Linked DNA regions of Gossypium hirsutum: region 1 is linked to region 2. The links are chromatin contacts, called in public Hi-C maps. All regions are on one chromosome and are shown on one strand. Each heading gives the region's core, a stretch centred on a gene start, on an enhancer-like site or on the middle of the called end of the contact. The rest is flanking DNA. Distances are from core to core; before and after follow the strand shown. Region 1 holds the start of LOC121228191 (ATP synthase subunit beta, mitochondrial). Region 2 holds the start of LOC121228189 (chaperone protein dnaJ 16).

The links. A called contact is a pair of places that touch in the nucleus more often than the background predicts.
Region 1: a contact with region 2 is called in a Hi-C map of leaf, with 2.1 times the contacts expected there. The contact joins the promoter of LOC121228191 here to the promoter of LOC121228189 in region 2. A contact is called at or near these places in 5 of 34 Hi-C or Micro-C datasets (callus, hypocotyl and leaf).

Annotation. Positions count from the first base shown.
Region 1 is chrA04:80,448,280-80,455,684 of Gossypium_hirsutum_v2.1, forward strand. It overlaps LOC121228191 (ATP synthase subunit beta, mitochondrial), which reads left to right and starts at 3,601. Exons shown (of 9, transcript XM_041111461.1): 1 at 3,601-4,191; 2 at 4,732-4,807; 3 at 4,895-4,983; 4 at 5,162-5,279; 5 at 5,356-5,459; 6 at 5,544-5,702; 7 at 5,794-6,018; 8 at 6,134-6,445; 9 at 6,663-7,001. The coding sequence starts at 3,715. The coding sequence ends at 6,776.
Region 2 is chrA04:80,136,310-80,143,807 of Gossypium_hirsutum_v2.1, forward strand. It overlaps LOC121228189 (chaperone protein dnaJ 16), which reads left to right and starts at 2,561. Exons shown (of 12, transcript XM_041111456.1): 1 at 2,561-3,325; 2 at 4,129-4,252; 3 at 4,895-4,977; 4 at 5,080-5,191; 5 at 5,269-5,370; 6 at 6,373-6,423; 7 at 7,237-7,326; 8 at 7,421-7,498. The coding sequence starts at 3,186. It overlaps TRNAQ-UUG (transfer RNA glutamine (anticodon UUG)), which reads right to left and starts at 2,212; the gene lies at 2,141-2,212.

The DNA of each region.
Region 1 (7,405 bases), core at 2,351-4,850, 310 kb after region 2:
GGTTGGTGTGTTGGGTATACGATTTCTGCAGTATGTAGCATCATTCATAGTAGTGAAATTTATAGCCCAAGACATAAGTAAATAATATCCTCTCATTGGCATTACATGATAGATGAAAAGTAAATGTGGTCATGGGTTGTTTGTCTTTATGATGAATGACTTAATTACTATTTGATAGTAATTGACTCTTCATGAAAGAAGATGTAATGGTTATCACGAGATAAAATAAGATTACATCGGAAGAGTAGATTTATCCCAAATAGATTAAAGATATCCTATAAGGGTAACACACTTGTAACAAGGTCATTAGACGAGCAATGATAAAGTAGCTTTCATAATGATATGTCATTAGAGAGAGATCAACCACAATACTATAGCAAAACTAAATTAGCTTATAATTAAGAGGCGAAAATCTAAAACTTAATTATAAACCATTTGAGTCTTAATCACATATGTCGAATCGGTCCCTCCACTAGCTCGTTGAAACCAAAAATGAATTGCATGTTGAATTGAATGAATAGAAATGGATAGAAATGGTAAAGTTAGAGAAATGACAAACATTCGAAAATGAATGTAGTTTTCTCACTAAGTATGGAAATGACTCGAGAATTAATTTATATTTTTTTAGGAAATAATTAATTATTTGAAGTTCGAAAATGAAATTAAATTAATTGGTCATTTTGAATCCAATGAATGTAGAAAATTAAATATAATTTTCTCATAGATTCTTTTATGGTAAAGTTGCCATGATTTTAACGGAATAAGAATCGAGTTGAGAAAATTAATTAATTGGAAAATTAATTAATTAATTAAAATTAATTTATGATGTTTATGTTGGAAAATAGAAAAACATGTATGGGGTTGGATTGTTATAAAGTGTTAGGTTAAAAGTTTAGGAAGCACTTATAATTGGACCTAGTATAGGAAAGGCCCAAAAGCCCCTCATATTGAATACAATGGACAACAAGCCCTAGTATGTTTATCTAGGGTTGCCTCCCTACTTCTCTTAGTTCAACTAGGAGATCATTTTTATATTAAATAAGCTTCTACTAATTCAACAAGGGTTTCACTTTTTCTCTCTATAAATAGATGGCATCGGTAAGGCTAAAAATATACAATAACTTTTGCACAACTTTGAGATATTGTCATCCTGCTCGAAAATAGTGAGAATTTATTTCTAAGTATAAATTCTATTTTTCGAGAATAACAGTTCTATCGGTTTCTTTTAGAAAGAGTTTTACTTTCCCACTAAAAGTAAAGTAAATAATTTATGGTTATGTGTTTGATTTGAATTCGTTCGAGCCCACATTTGAAGCAGTTCGTGGTACAAGAATAACCTAAAACACATGTGTGATTTTGAAAAAAGTTTATTGCTATAAATATCACAAACCGGCTCGATTTTCAAATTTTTAATTTTAAAATATACAAGAAAACCATTTTCGAACTGAATTTTTTTCAACAAAAAATGCATTAATCACAAATCCTAACCAACATATGAAAAAAAGGATAAAATACTCGAAACATCGCCTGGAAACAAGCTCTTTAGGTGTGAAAAAGAGCTTAATTTGTCGTTCGAAATACGTCATATCAAACTCCTTCTACTTAAGTCTTTGCTTGTCCTTAAGCAAACACACGAAAGATACACAAGACATCCCTTAAACTTTGTTAAGCAATAAAATGCATGACAATCGAGTATTGAATTGGTACAAGAAATTTGTTATATGCAACTTAAGATTGATGTTTAACAAACTTATGCACTTTCAAAGTAAATCTACCTAGTTCAAAAAATTACATAAGTAACAAATAATTCATGCAAATATACACTCAATTATGTTACTCCATCAATATAAATTATATAATTTATTTATTAAATATTATTTTCATTTAATTAATTATGATTAATAAGTTTTTATGTAAAATTCAAACAATTTTATTAAAATAACATCTTAACTAAAATTTACGATTTTTATTTCACTTAAAAATATAATTGATTTCACTAAATTTTTAGATAACATAATGTTATAAAGTGCAAATTTAATAAATAGCGTACTTCATAGTTGATTATTGTTATTATACATGGAAAGTTGTTATAGATAGTAAAAGTAAAATATAAAAAATCGGTCCTACAACAAACTTAACTATTATAGTGAAATGTTGTTATAAAAGTTAATTGTTATAGAGATAATTGATTGTATTAATAAATTTAAATATCTTTTAAATATATTTTTTAACTTAAAATTATATATATTTTAATTCACAAATTCATATTTAAAATCAACTTTTAACTTCTTAAAGCATTTTTGGCTACAATACTAAAGGTTTGAAAAATAAAATATGTATATATTTTTTTGGACAAATAATATTTATTTTATATTTATAATTAAAATCATAATAAATTATCATTATTTATAAATTCAAGTGGAGTCCTAGTTAATATTATGACATTGAATACTTGCATCATATGCAAATTATAGGTGGGTTTTCTTCAAATTTATTATAACTTAAATTTCATTATGTGTGAATTCTTTTTAATTTGATTATATTTTTATAATGCTTGATTTTTATTATAATTTATTTGAAATAAAATGATATGTGAATTAAAAATGCATTCTTATTTAAATTTTGATCTTTGAGGAAGTCAAAGAATAGTGATAAATAAGATATATCTATCTATATTATATTAAAACTCATAAATCAATATGACATCAACTCAACTGAAAAATGATTAAAATGTCTTTGTCTATACAAAATAAGTTACATTATTGTAAGAGTAATTTTTGTCTTTATATAAAATCAATAAAATTCACATATAAATTTTACCATTTTAATCAAAAATTCATTTTTTTATATAAACTTTTAATAATATATTTATTACATAAAATTTTCCACTCCTATACAAGCAGTGTTCATAGCCTAATATTTTTATCAAAAACTAAAGAAAAATTCTAATACATGTAAAAATATTAGAATAATGATAATTTTAGCCTTTAAAGTTTATATCTTTCATCAATTTTTGATCTTTATTATTTTTTAAGCTAAATTTAGTAATTAACTTTTTAAAAAGAGATAGATTACTCATAATTGAGGATTTGGGTGCCTCACAAAAGTCAAATTGCTTTTGTTTTAATGAAAATATTGACTAAAATATTAATTTTTTAAATAATATTGGCGTGACAACCAGCATGGCAGTTAATGTGCAATTCATACAGATATGACACTATTTGTTTTATATGCCATGCTAAGATATGACACTATTTATTTTATATACCATGCTAACAAATAATTTAAAAATTATAAAAATATTCAAAAGACTTAAAAATTAAAAAAATATATAAAAATTTCATTAAAAAAATTAGCCTAAGTACATGTAAATTGCCATGCTTAAAAATTTAGCGATTTAGTTTATATTTCCATTAAACATATAATAACTCGACTATTTTTGAATGATTGATATTCAAATTTATAATTTTTTAAAAGGTCAAGAGTCAAATTTAATTAAAAAAAGAAGAGAAATTGATAAAATATATAAATATGAAGAACTAAATTTATTATCATAAAAAATAAATAAAAATGGATAAATTTCATATAGTTGGTCAAAATACATTAATAGTATAGCTACGTATTGTTACCAATATACAAGCGGAATAGCTGATCTCTCACTCTCAAAAAAGCTCCACTTTTCAAACCCTAGCCTCTATCTGGGAGCCCTTTCCAATGGCTTCGCGTCGACTCCTCTCTTCTCTCCTCCGCTCCACTTCTCGCCGATCTCTCTCCAAATCTCCCAGCCCTACCCCTCGCCTCCCTTCACCTTCCCCCACGCGCCGCCCTTTTCCTTGCCCCTACTTTCTCTCACGCGATGCTGAGTGCTCTACATCTGCGGCTGCTGCCGCTACTGCTCCATCGCAGCCTCCTCCCGCTAAGAAGGGCGGAAAAGGTAAGATCACTGATGAGTTCACTGGTGCTGGAGCCATCGGTCAGGTTTGTCAAGTGATCGGTGCCGTCGTCGATGTTAGATTCGATGAAGGTTTGCCTCCGATTTTGACGGCGCTTGAAGTGATGGACCACTCGATCCGGCTTGTGCTGGAAGTGGCTCAGCACTTGGGTGAAAACATGGTTAGGACCATTGCTATGGATGGAACGGAGGGACTTGTACGAGGGCAGCCGGTTCTCAACACTGGATCTCCTATCACTGTAAAGTCTTTTTTCTTATTGTTTTCATTTTTATGGGAGATGATAATCTTTTTGAAGATTTCTTGTGTTTTGGTATTTTTGGAATTAAGGTGAACATCGTATTCATTTTATGGATCTGAATTACATTTTATCGGAATCTGATCTGGAATAAGTGCGAAATTTCATATACAAATATTTCTCTTCCTAGAGTCCGTTTTCAGGGAATTTTCTTTCGAACCTATTGGGCATCTAATTAGAACTCATTAACTATTTATCTGTTGGTCAACTACATACAGCTGATATTGCCCTTTGAATTGATAATAGTAATAAATAAAAGCTTTTTTTTATGTGTTATCCATGACTCGGGTATCTTGATCAGGATCCTAACGTTTCTCCCTTGTTTATTGAGCTTAACAATTTTGTGTCTTGGCCTTTTGGTTTTCTTCTTTTCATCTAGTCATTGTTCTTTTATGGGCTTTTTTTAACCTTTAGAAGTTGTCTAGCGATAACACGTTTTTTAATTTCATTAACCTCTTAATCATGTTTGTTTGTTCTTGTTAGGTGCCTGTTGGTAGAGCTACTCTTGGTCGTATCATAAACGTCATTGGTGAGCCTATTGATGAGAAAGGCGAACTCAGTAAGAGACTTTCAAACTTTCTAATTATTTGAAATGTTTACTTTATAGTGTAGAGGTGGAAAGTCTAACTGAGTAAGTGCTTGACAGAAACCGACCACTTCTTGCCCATTCACAGAGAAGCACCAGCCTTTGTCGATCAAGCTACTGAACAACAGATCCTTGTCACTGGTATTAAGGTGCCATTTATTGCTTGCGATTATGTATGCCTTTGATGCTGTGCTGTTTGTTATCCCTTTGTGTGGAAAGATGCACTGCTGTATCAGGATGAGCTTGTGTTCACACATTGTGTTTTTTGAATCTAAATGAGACTGTTTAATCAGGTTCAAAATTTTATTCTCTTGATTTATTTTACAGGTTGTTGATCTCCTTGCACCATATCAAAGAGGAGGGAAGATTGGACTTTTTGGTGGTGCTGGTGTAGGGAAGACAGTGCTTATTATGGAACTTATCAACAATGTTGCTAAAGCCCACGGTTGGTTTTACGTTATATTTGTGGCTGCTTCTTACTTTGTTTATTAATCTTATATTTTTCTTGCTTTGGTACATAGGTGGTTTCTCAGTGTTTGCCGGTGTTGGAGAACGTACTAGAGAGGGTAATGACTTGTATAGGGAAATGATTGAGAGTGGTGTTATTAAGCTAGGTGAAAAGCAGGTAACTGCTAAACATGCATTCATCTTGCCCCTGTTGATGTAGTTTTTACCTTACCACCATGATTTTTTGTTATCATCATTACAGGCTGATAGCAAGTGTGCTCTTGTTTATGGTCAAATGAATGAGCCCCCTGGTGCTCGTGCTCGTGTTGGCCTTACTGGTCTGACTGTTGCTGAACATTTCCGTGATGCTGAAGGGCAGGATGTGCTTCTCTTCATTGACAACATTTTCCGTTTTACTCAAGTAAGATGGCATATTGTATGAGGTTTTGAAGCACTCAAAGAGTACATGTTGCGTGTTCCTGATGGTTTGGATTGTTTTTTTTTCCCTTCAGGCAAACTCTGAAGTGTCTGCCTTGCTAGGTCGTATTCCATCTGCTGTCGGTTACCAACCAACCTTGGCTACTGATCTTGGAGGTCTTCAGGAACGTATTACCACCACCAAGAAAGGTTCTATCACTTCTGTTCAAGCCATATATGTGCCTGCTGATGACTTGACAGATCCAGCTCCTGCAACAACCTTTGCTCACTTGGATGCCACAACTGTGTTGTCCCGACAGGTATCGTGCACATCTGTTTTTAGCTGTTGATGAGATGATCCATCTGGTGTTACGTTTTCATTGGTTGGTGCTTTTAGATTATGACACTTGCTTCCTTTTTTCTGGTTATTGTCAGATCTCCGAGCTTGGTATTTATCCTGCTGTGGATCCTTTGGATTCTACATCTCGTATGCTCTCTCCTCATATTTTGGGTGAGGAACACTACAACACTGCTCGTGGTGTCCAGAAGGTTCTCCAAAACTACAAGAACTTGCAAGATATTATTGCTATTTTGGGAATGGACGAGCTTAGTGAAGATGATAAATTAACTGTTGCTCGTGCTCGCAAGATCCAAAGGTTCTTGAGCCAGCCTTTCCACGTGGCAGAAGTTTTCACTGGTGCCCCTGGCAAGTATGTGGAGTTGAAGGAGAGCATCACCAGCTTCCAGGTACAATTATATCTCTTCCTAGCTTGCTTCTATTGCATCATATTAGTGTGTTTATGACATCTTAAGAGCAAGTGATTAATTTCTTATGATAGGTGGATCCATGGATTGATATACTTTATTATTAAAATTAGTATAACGTTGAAAAGTATGCATTTTTAGTGTCTGTGTTAATTGGTAGATGGTAATCTTTTCATATAAAATTTTGAACTCTGTGCAGGGAGTGTTGGATGGAACGTATGATGACCTGCCAGAGCAGTCATTTTACATGGTTGGAGGTATTGAGGAAGTGATTGCCAAGGCAGATAAGATTGCCAAGGAGTCTGCAGCTTAATTAATTTCAATGTTGATGCCTTTGTTTACTCCCCGATAATGTTGAAAATAATTAGGCGGTGTTGGCGTTGCCAATAACAACAGGACTGTTCATTTTTTGGGATATTTTTCCTATTCAAGTTTTAATGATTTTATTCAAGAGTGAGAAAGAGGAATAGAACTTGGGCCCCTTTTTACTTGTTTAATAAGGGAAATAAAAGGCGGATATGTACATTTTTCGTTGGAAGACTACGGATGCTAGACTTTTCTGTTTTCATTTAAACAAATGCAGCTCTAGTCTTCAAGCAAAAAGGTGGTAGTTGATGACTTAATTATTAGTCTCTAATCACATTGAGGTATTTTAGTTATAATATTTGAAATTGAACGATTAAGGATAATAGAGTGATTGTATTTGTTAAAATTTTAAAATTAATATTAATAAAATTATGAAATGTTTTAAAGTCATAAAAATTACGAAGTTAAATCTCCAAAATAATATATATATAAATCTGAAAATACTCTTTAAAACATTATAAAATATTTAATCAATTTGGTAATTTTCAAAATTGATAGGTACTAAAAGGGTATTTACACTAATTTGTTATTCGGATTATAAAATTTAACTCAATTTAAAATCGAATTTTGAATTGT
Region 2 (7,498 bases), core at 1,311-3,810:
TTCGAAAACTTCAACACCAATATTTTTATAAATTATGTCACATGAGATATGACATCTAATTTAACAGTTAAATTATTGATTTTAGTAACAAAAGAGCTTTATTGATATAACCTCAATAGTTTGAGGATTTAATTAGAATGTTTAAAGTTTGAAGACTAATTTAAAACGAAGATAATAGTTTAGGGATGTATTGTATAATTAACTCTACCCTTTTAAATAACCATGTAATTAGTTTTTTTGGTCAATAATTGTGTAATTTGCCTTTAAATGCCTAAATATTAAGTCAACATCTACAAATTTTGCTTAACGGAATATTGCTATAAAAAAATTGTATAAATATATCTTCTAGATATAATCATCAATCCGTTTTTATAATTAATCAGTGAAATAAAATTGTTCTTATTAATAACGATTTTTTTATTTTTAATCCTCCATCTATTTTAATAATTTTTTTCATTGTTTATTTCATTATTTCAATTATCTTTATACTTTTATTCTTTTAGTTCAAATGTTTTTCATGTTTTTTAAAATTATTATATATATATATTATAAATTACTGTATTATTATTTTATCATTTTTTCATCTATCATTGAATAAATAAAAATATTAAAATTTGTCGATTAAGTCTTAGTTTGATTGGCATGAGCATTGTTATCAGTGTAGGAGGATGTGGGATCGAGTGTGCTAAAACATATTATCTTCATATTTATGGTTGGAGAAGGCTATAGATAATTTTAGATATTGTGCTATTTTAATAAAAAAGCCAAATATAATCAAAAACATATAATAAAATTATTAAAAAAATTTATATAACAATCATTTTATGTTGTCGGCTATTGATTTCACAATTTTGCCATGTTTAAACTGAAGTGTAATATTTTTGAAGCAACATAATTTTATAATGGTACATTTGTATATTTTAAAATGTGATGGATTAACATCTTAATAAATATAATTTTAATCATTTTAAATTTAATAGATTTGATTTAAATATTTCAAAATGTATTATTATGAGTTTATAAAATTAGTTCAACATTCATGTATATGTTAAAATCTTTGAGCTTTTAATAATATTGATATTATAGATATATGGAAGTTCGGCTTTGAAAACTAATAGTTAGGGGTGTAAATGAATAAAATGTTCGATGAACCACTTGTATAACGTTCGTTTACTAAGCTAAATAAATAAGTATGAACAAAATTTTTATATTTGTTTAATAAATGAGTGAATACCAACATACGTGTGTTCGGTTCGTTTATGTTCACGAATAAACTCGTTTATTGGCTCGTTTATAAGCTTGTTTATGACTCGTTTATTTATTAATGATATTTTCTTATAAAAATATTGAAATAATATCTGTGTGTATGTATTTATTTATTATATGTTTGTTTATTATTCATTAATATTGTTCGTGAACATTTTCAATTATATGTTCATGAACATGTTGTTTAATGTTCGTGAATTTTAAACAAACGAATATGAACACACATAAATTTAAATAAACGAACATGAACAAAAAATTTAAAATTTTTAACGAACACAAATTGAACATGAACAAAGGGTTGTTCGTTCAAGCTTGATTCATTTGCAGCCCTACCAATAGCAACTATACTTGAAGATTAGATTGGTTTTGATCAAACAATTATATAATTATAGGCATAATCACAATTATAAATATAAATTATAAACATTCAAAAAATTATGGGGAGGAATTCACTTATACAATGTAAAACTTAAGTTGTTTTACACCATTGATAACTTTTTTATGCTATTAATATTTTAACGATCTAATAGTTGAATTTTTTTAAAATATTTGTACTTATCATGCATGCAAAATTTTTAATCGAGTCAGTATCTACATCATATCAATCTAAAGTATTGTTTATAATAACATATATTTGATAATTGAAAGTCTTTTTTTCATAAAATAAATAGTTAAAATTTTTTAATTTATATCAAACTTGACATATATAATTTATATAACTAGAGCATGAAATATAACGGTGATTGTTAAAATATTAATCATAAAAAAATTATGAAAAAATAGAAAGCCACTTAAATTTTACTCCAATAACCGAATTATGATAAAATTAATAACCATTTTTCTTTTAAATATCGCATTTTAAGGTGAACAAAAAAGGTCCTACCGGGAGTCGAACCCAGGTCGCTGGATTCAAAGTCCAGAGTGCTAACCACTACACCATAGAACCTCCAATGCTTATAAGATATAAATCTTAATTTAAAATCAAAGTAGAGGAAATAAAAGGATTTTCAATGGGAATAAGAATAATCTGCAAGTTAGTGATCGGATGATTCTAAATCATGCAACAAGATCATTATTCACTGTTTGCAATTGAGAGAATTAGGTTCGGTAATTTATGTATTTATATAATTTTTAATAAACTAGTAATTTGTGCTATAAAAACTTCAACATCTTATGTTTTTTCATGATTTTGTTTAATTTATATATATATTTAAGTAATTTTGTGGGTACCTTTAATTATATTTGTAATTATTTTTATAATCCAATAATTTAAATAATAAAATTAAACAATTTCACTTTCTTTTTTGTATAAAAAAACAATTTCCATGTTTTTCAAAATCCCGCTTCAACGAGGAATGCAAATTATGCGCATTGCGCACCCACGTGCTCCTCGATCCCATGACACGTGCCAATGCAAGCAGATATGCGTTTGCAGACTGCAGACTGCAGACTGCAGTGCGCAGTGTGCAATCTCCATACTGCAATGGTACTGTTCAGATAAACGCATAGCCATTGAATTTTGGTTTTTGAAAATATTTATAAACCAATGACGATATAGGTTGTCTCAAATTTAAATTTAAAAAATGAATATGTTAAAATATTAACATTGCACCTAATTAATTTCCCCTCCAATTTTTCCTCCTCTTTCTTTCTCTTCTCTCTATCAAACCTCCAGCTTGGAAGTCCCATGGAGTTTCCTCTTTCTATCTTCTCTTCTCAATGCACCTGAATCTTTCCTTTTTCGCTTCTTAACCCCTAAAAAAGTCTCCTACTTTGTTGAAATGTGGTGGAGACATAAGGGAGTTAATTTCCATTCCGTTTTTGGAATTTAGTTTAAGGTTTTGGATTTCTAGGGTTTCTTACCTTAAAATAGAACAATTTTCCGGTTTAGTTTTTTGTTTGGTGGTGTCTACAGAAAAATGCCGCCACATCGATCCAAGTCGGAGAAAAACGATGGCATGGCGAAGCATCTTCGTCGAGATCCTTATGAGGTGCTTGGGGTCTTGAGAAACTCTACGGATCAGGAAATTAAGAGCGCGTACAGAAAAATGGCTCTCAAGTATGTTTAGTTTTTCTTACCTTTTTTTTTAAAAAAAATTTTAATTGTAAATTTTCGGTCTTTTTCCTTTATAAGTTTAAAGGTGTTCCTATGTTCGAATTCTTGGTGTTTTTGTTAAGAGTTTTTAGTGATTTCTTTAGGGTACATCAGGGTACACTAGTTTGAGCATATTGATAACTATGGTTAATTATAAGGTAAATTCACTTGCGTACGTGGAGTATACCAAGTATTTAGAACCGGAATTTGGATGGCATTTTCGAACCATAACTGGAGATTTATGAGTGATTGGGGTTCGGTGTGATGGTTTGCCTTCCCAATGATAGTGTGTAGGAGAGTCATTTATCAACATATAGCAATAGCTGTGGAGGACTTGGCCAAGCTTCAGATTTTTAGTGTTGGTATTTGCCAGTTAGACAACAGATTTTGCTTAGATCAGGTGTCCTATACCATGCTTGTGCAGGGATAAGCATTCGAAGCAGAATAACGCTGGCCTTTAGTGACTGGTTGGATATCCGGAATACTTGTCAAACAACAGATAAAACCATAACTAAAGTATCCAAATGATTGTTTCCAACATGTGTCCACAGAATGGTTTATTTGCCTTGATGATGCTCCTTTCCAGCAAGCAGCTATGACAAATGAAATATGTGATTTGGGACAGACAATGTATGGCATGGACTACTTTTCAGATAGTTCACGTTGGACATCTCTTGACATTAAGCATATAAAGTTCTGGTTATACACTCAAAAAACTTGCTGTATTCAGGCGGCTGTGCTATAAATGCTAATCTTAGCTCTTTCAGGTACCATCCTGATAAGAATGGAAATGATCCTGTTGCAGCTGATATGTTCAAGGAGGTTACATTTTCTTATAATATATTGTCTGATCCGGATAAAAGACGCCAGTATGACACTGCTGGTTTTGAGGTAAGCTATACATGCATCTACTTTCTGAAGAATTATTTTGCCTGATGGTTATCTCTGATTTTCTTACTGTTGCATTCAGTGATGCCAAGAGCCCAAGGCACAATCTAGGTGCTAGAACCTTTATATTGCTTGAGGTTCAAGGTGTAAAAAAAGCCCTCCTGCATGAAGTTGGGAACAACAAGTATATATGTCTGTATATTTTTGTAGCTTTGTGTATTTATAAAAAGAAAACTTAAGACATGTAATTATGATAATAAACTCTAACAAGTGGTATAAATTATCCCACAAACATGCTAGATTTTCTTTTTCTTTTATTGGCCAATATGCAGCTCATCATTCCCTTTTTTACTGGTAAAGATACAGTTAATTGAACACAATAAATGTTTAATTGTTAAAGAGAACTTCAGGCAGGCGATCCTTTTCTGCCTAGCACCTTATAAAAAGTGTTAGGTGCATTTAGCATGCACTTCATCAAAGTGTCTTTCATGGTTAAGGCACAGCACCTTAGCAACACTGGTTGCACTTGGAGGCTTTAGAGAATCCTGTTCTTCCACTTTTAAAACTGTTAAAGTTCCATCTTGCATGACCGAGCTTGATTGATAAAGCATTAAATTTAATTGATGACGTTCTTTCCTTGAATAGGCTGTTGAAGCTGATAACCAAGAATTGGAGCTAGATCTTTCAAGTTTGGGGGCTGTGAACACCATATTTGCTGCACTTTTTAGGTAACTCCTTGTCCTTATTATATGAGTTGACATGTCTTATTGTTTCATTGCCTTTATGAATGTTAGGCATTGGATAGAATTTTAACTAATTCCTATGAACAGTAAACTTGGCGTGCCAATTAAGACCACTGTGTCTGCAACTGTTTTGGAGGAGGCACTTAATGGTGCTGTCAATATTCGCCCACTTCAGCTGGGGCAACCTATTTCTAGGAAGGTGAGGTAACTATATTCATGTTTTTTTTTTCTCTAATACTTCTGTTGATAATTTATGCAGTCACTGATGTTTAACAGGTTGAAAAACAATGCGCTCACTTCTACTCTGTCACAATAACAGAAGAAGCAAGAGATGGGTTTGTTTGCCGAGTACAATCATCTGATAAAAGCAAGTTCAAGGTGGATAAAATGAGTTAGAACTTATGGATTCAGCATCATCTGCATATGGGAACTATTGTTTTTTTTTCTCTTTTACTATTTTTTTTTGTTTTGTTTTGGGATGGGGGGGAGGGGCGGTGGTGTGGAGGTTGCATTGATAGAAATTGTGATTCATTTCATCTTTATCGTACTAATGAAACAAAATTTGCACTGTACCCCTTTCCAACCTTTTACAATGTGTATGTGTGCAATATTAGATATTAATTATTCACAACTTCTATTATAATTATTATCCTATACTTGAAGGAAAGAATTTAAATAATGAGGACATTCATTCACTTCCCATCACCAGATCTATGAAAGGCCCCATCCTCCCTATCATACAAGAAAAAATAAAGAAAAATACTGGACTTAGGTTATAGGAATGGATTGAATCGAGAATCATTCAGGCCCTTAGTCTATGTCACATAGAATTGATACTGGAAGCTAGAGTTTCATCCCTTTTATTGTGTGCTTAGTTGCGTTATTGTGGATAGAGAGGCAACTTTTGTTTTTCATTATTTTATTGTGTGCTTGTGTTTTCATTCTAGGCAGTTTTGATATGTGGTCTAGGGCAAAGTTCATGTGTAGTTTTACCTGTTATATTGATTTAAGTGTCACTACCATGGTGTAGTCTGAATAAGGCTACACAGGAGGTGTGTTAGTGTACTTTTGCCTTGTTTCATTGAGTTCTATTGAAACTCTTGAATTAAAATGATTAATGCTTTCAATATCCTTATAACAGTTTTGCTCCCAAATTTTGATGTATGAAAGCTTAGAGCTGTCAACTTTCTTAAAGATCTGATGTCCAATCATATTGGACCTGTGTTTTCCTTCGACAATATTTTAAAATGAGTATATATATACCTTGCTAACTAATTATGTGGTTTACCTGTAGACTAAAATAATAAATTATATTAAACCTTTTCTGTTGCATCAAAGAATTACTCTTTTTTTCCCCCTCTTATTTGTATTTGGTTGCAGTTATTATATTTTGAGCTAGAAGAAAATGGTGGATTAAGCCTTGCACTGCAGGTAAGAGCTTCTGCTTTTCTGTTTTTAAAGTTTAGAAGTTGTCAATTTGTTTACGTTGCATATCAAGTTTCTTCACATGAGCTATCATGATTACCTTTTAATATCCACATCAAAAGCTCCTGCATTCTGTTTATGTGTAGCATCTAGGTTTTTGAGTTCCATGAACTTGCTATTTATTAATAATTGTGAAACACTTTAATGTCTTCTCAACTCACAATATTGGAGTAAAACAACAGCAATGGATACAATAACAGTGGATAATTAACTATTAGGACAAAGTTCCAGAGAGGAGGTTTTGCAAGCTCAAAGCTTAATATAATTTTAGGCCTACCTTATCATCTGCATGAGATTTCTGTTAAAGGCATCTCTATAACCTTTGTGTTATCTCGTCTGTTTTATGCTCTGCCTATCCCCCTTTAAAAGTGGAAGAATTAGTGGAATGAGGTAAAAAGCTTGGATTTTGGTTGCTGTAACAGATTGTCAAATCATATCTATCTTCAGAAAGTCGTAATGCTTTCCTTTGTTTTTCTCACTTATTCATTCCTTCTGCCCTTGTTTTTCCCTTCTATCTTATCACTGTTTGATGCTTCTCATTTAGTGATAAGATGTCAATATACCAAAATTTGCTTGGACATGACTTCATTATATCAGTTATGAATCAGAATCAGTTATGAATCTTCTGATAAGGAGATTTGCTTACCTTCTTTCTTAAACCTTATCAGTATAGTTTGAATTCTTGTGCCTTAGATCAAATTGATGCTTGTGTTACTCCACTGCACATGTTAAAGCTACTTCCGTTTCTTTTTGATGTAGGAGGACAGTGCTAAAACAGGAAAAGTTACATCTGCTGGAATGTATTTTCTTGGCTTCCCTGTCTATTGCTTGGATCAAACAACCAACTCAGTGAGTTACCATTTACGAATATGTCGTATTTTTGCTTCACATTGTAGTTTGATTTTGTCATCTTTCTTCTGGTTTTGGTAATGCTTCACTGTAGGTAGCTGCCGCAAAGGATCCAGATGCAGCTTTCTTCAAAAAACTGGATGGATTTCAACCATGTGAAATAACTGAATTA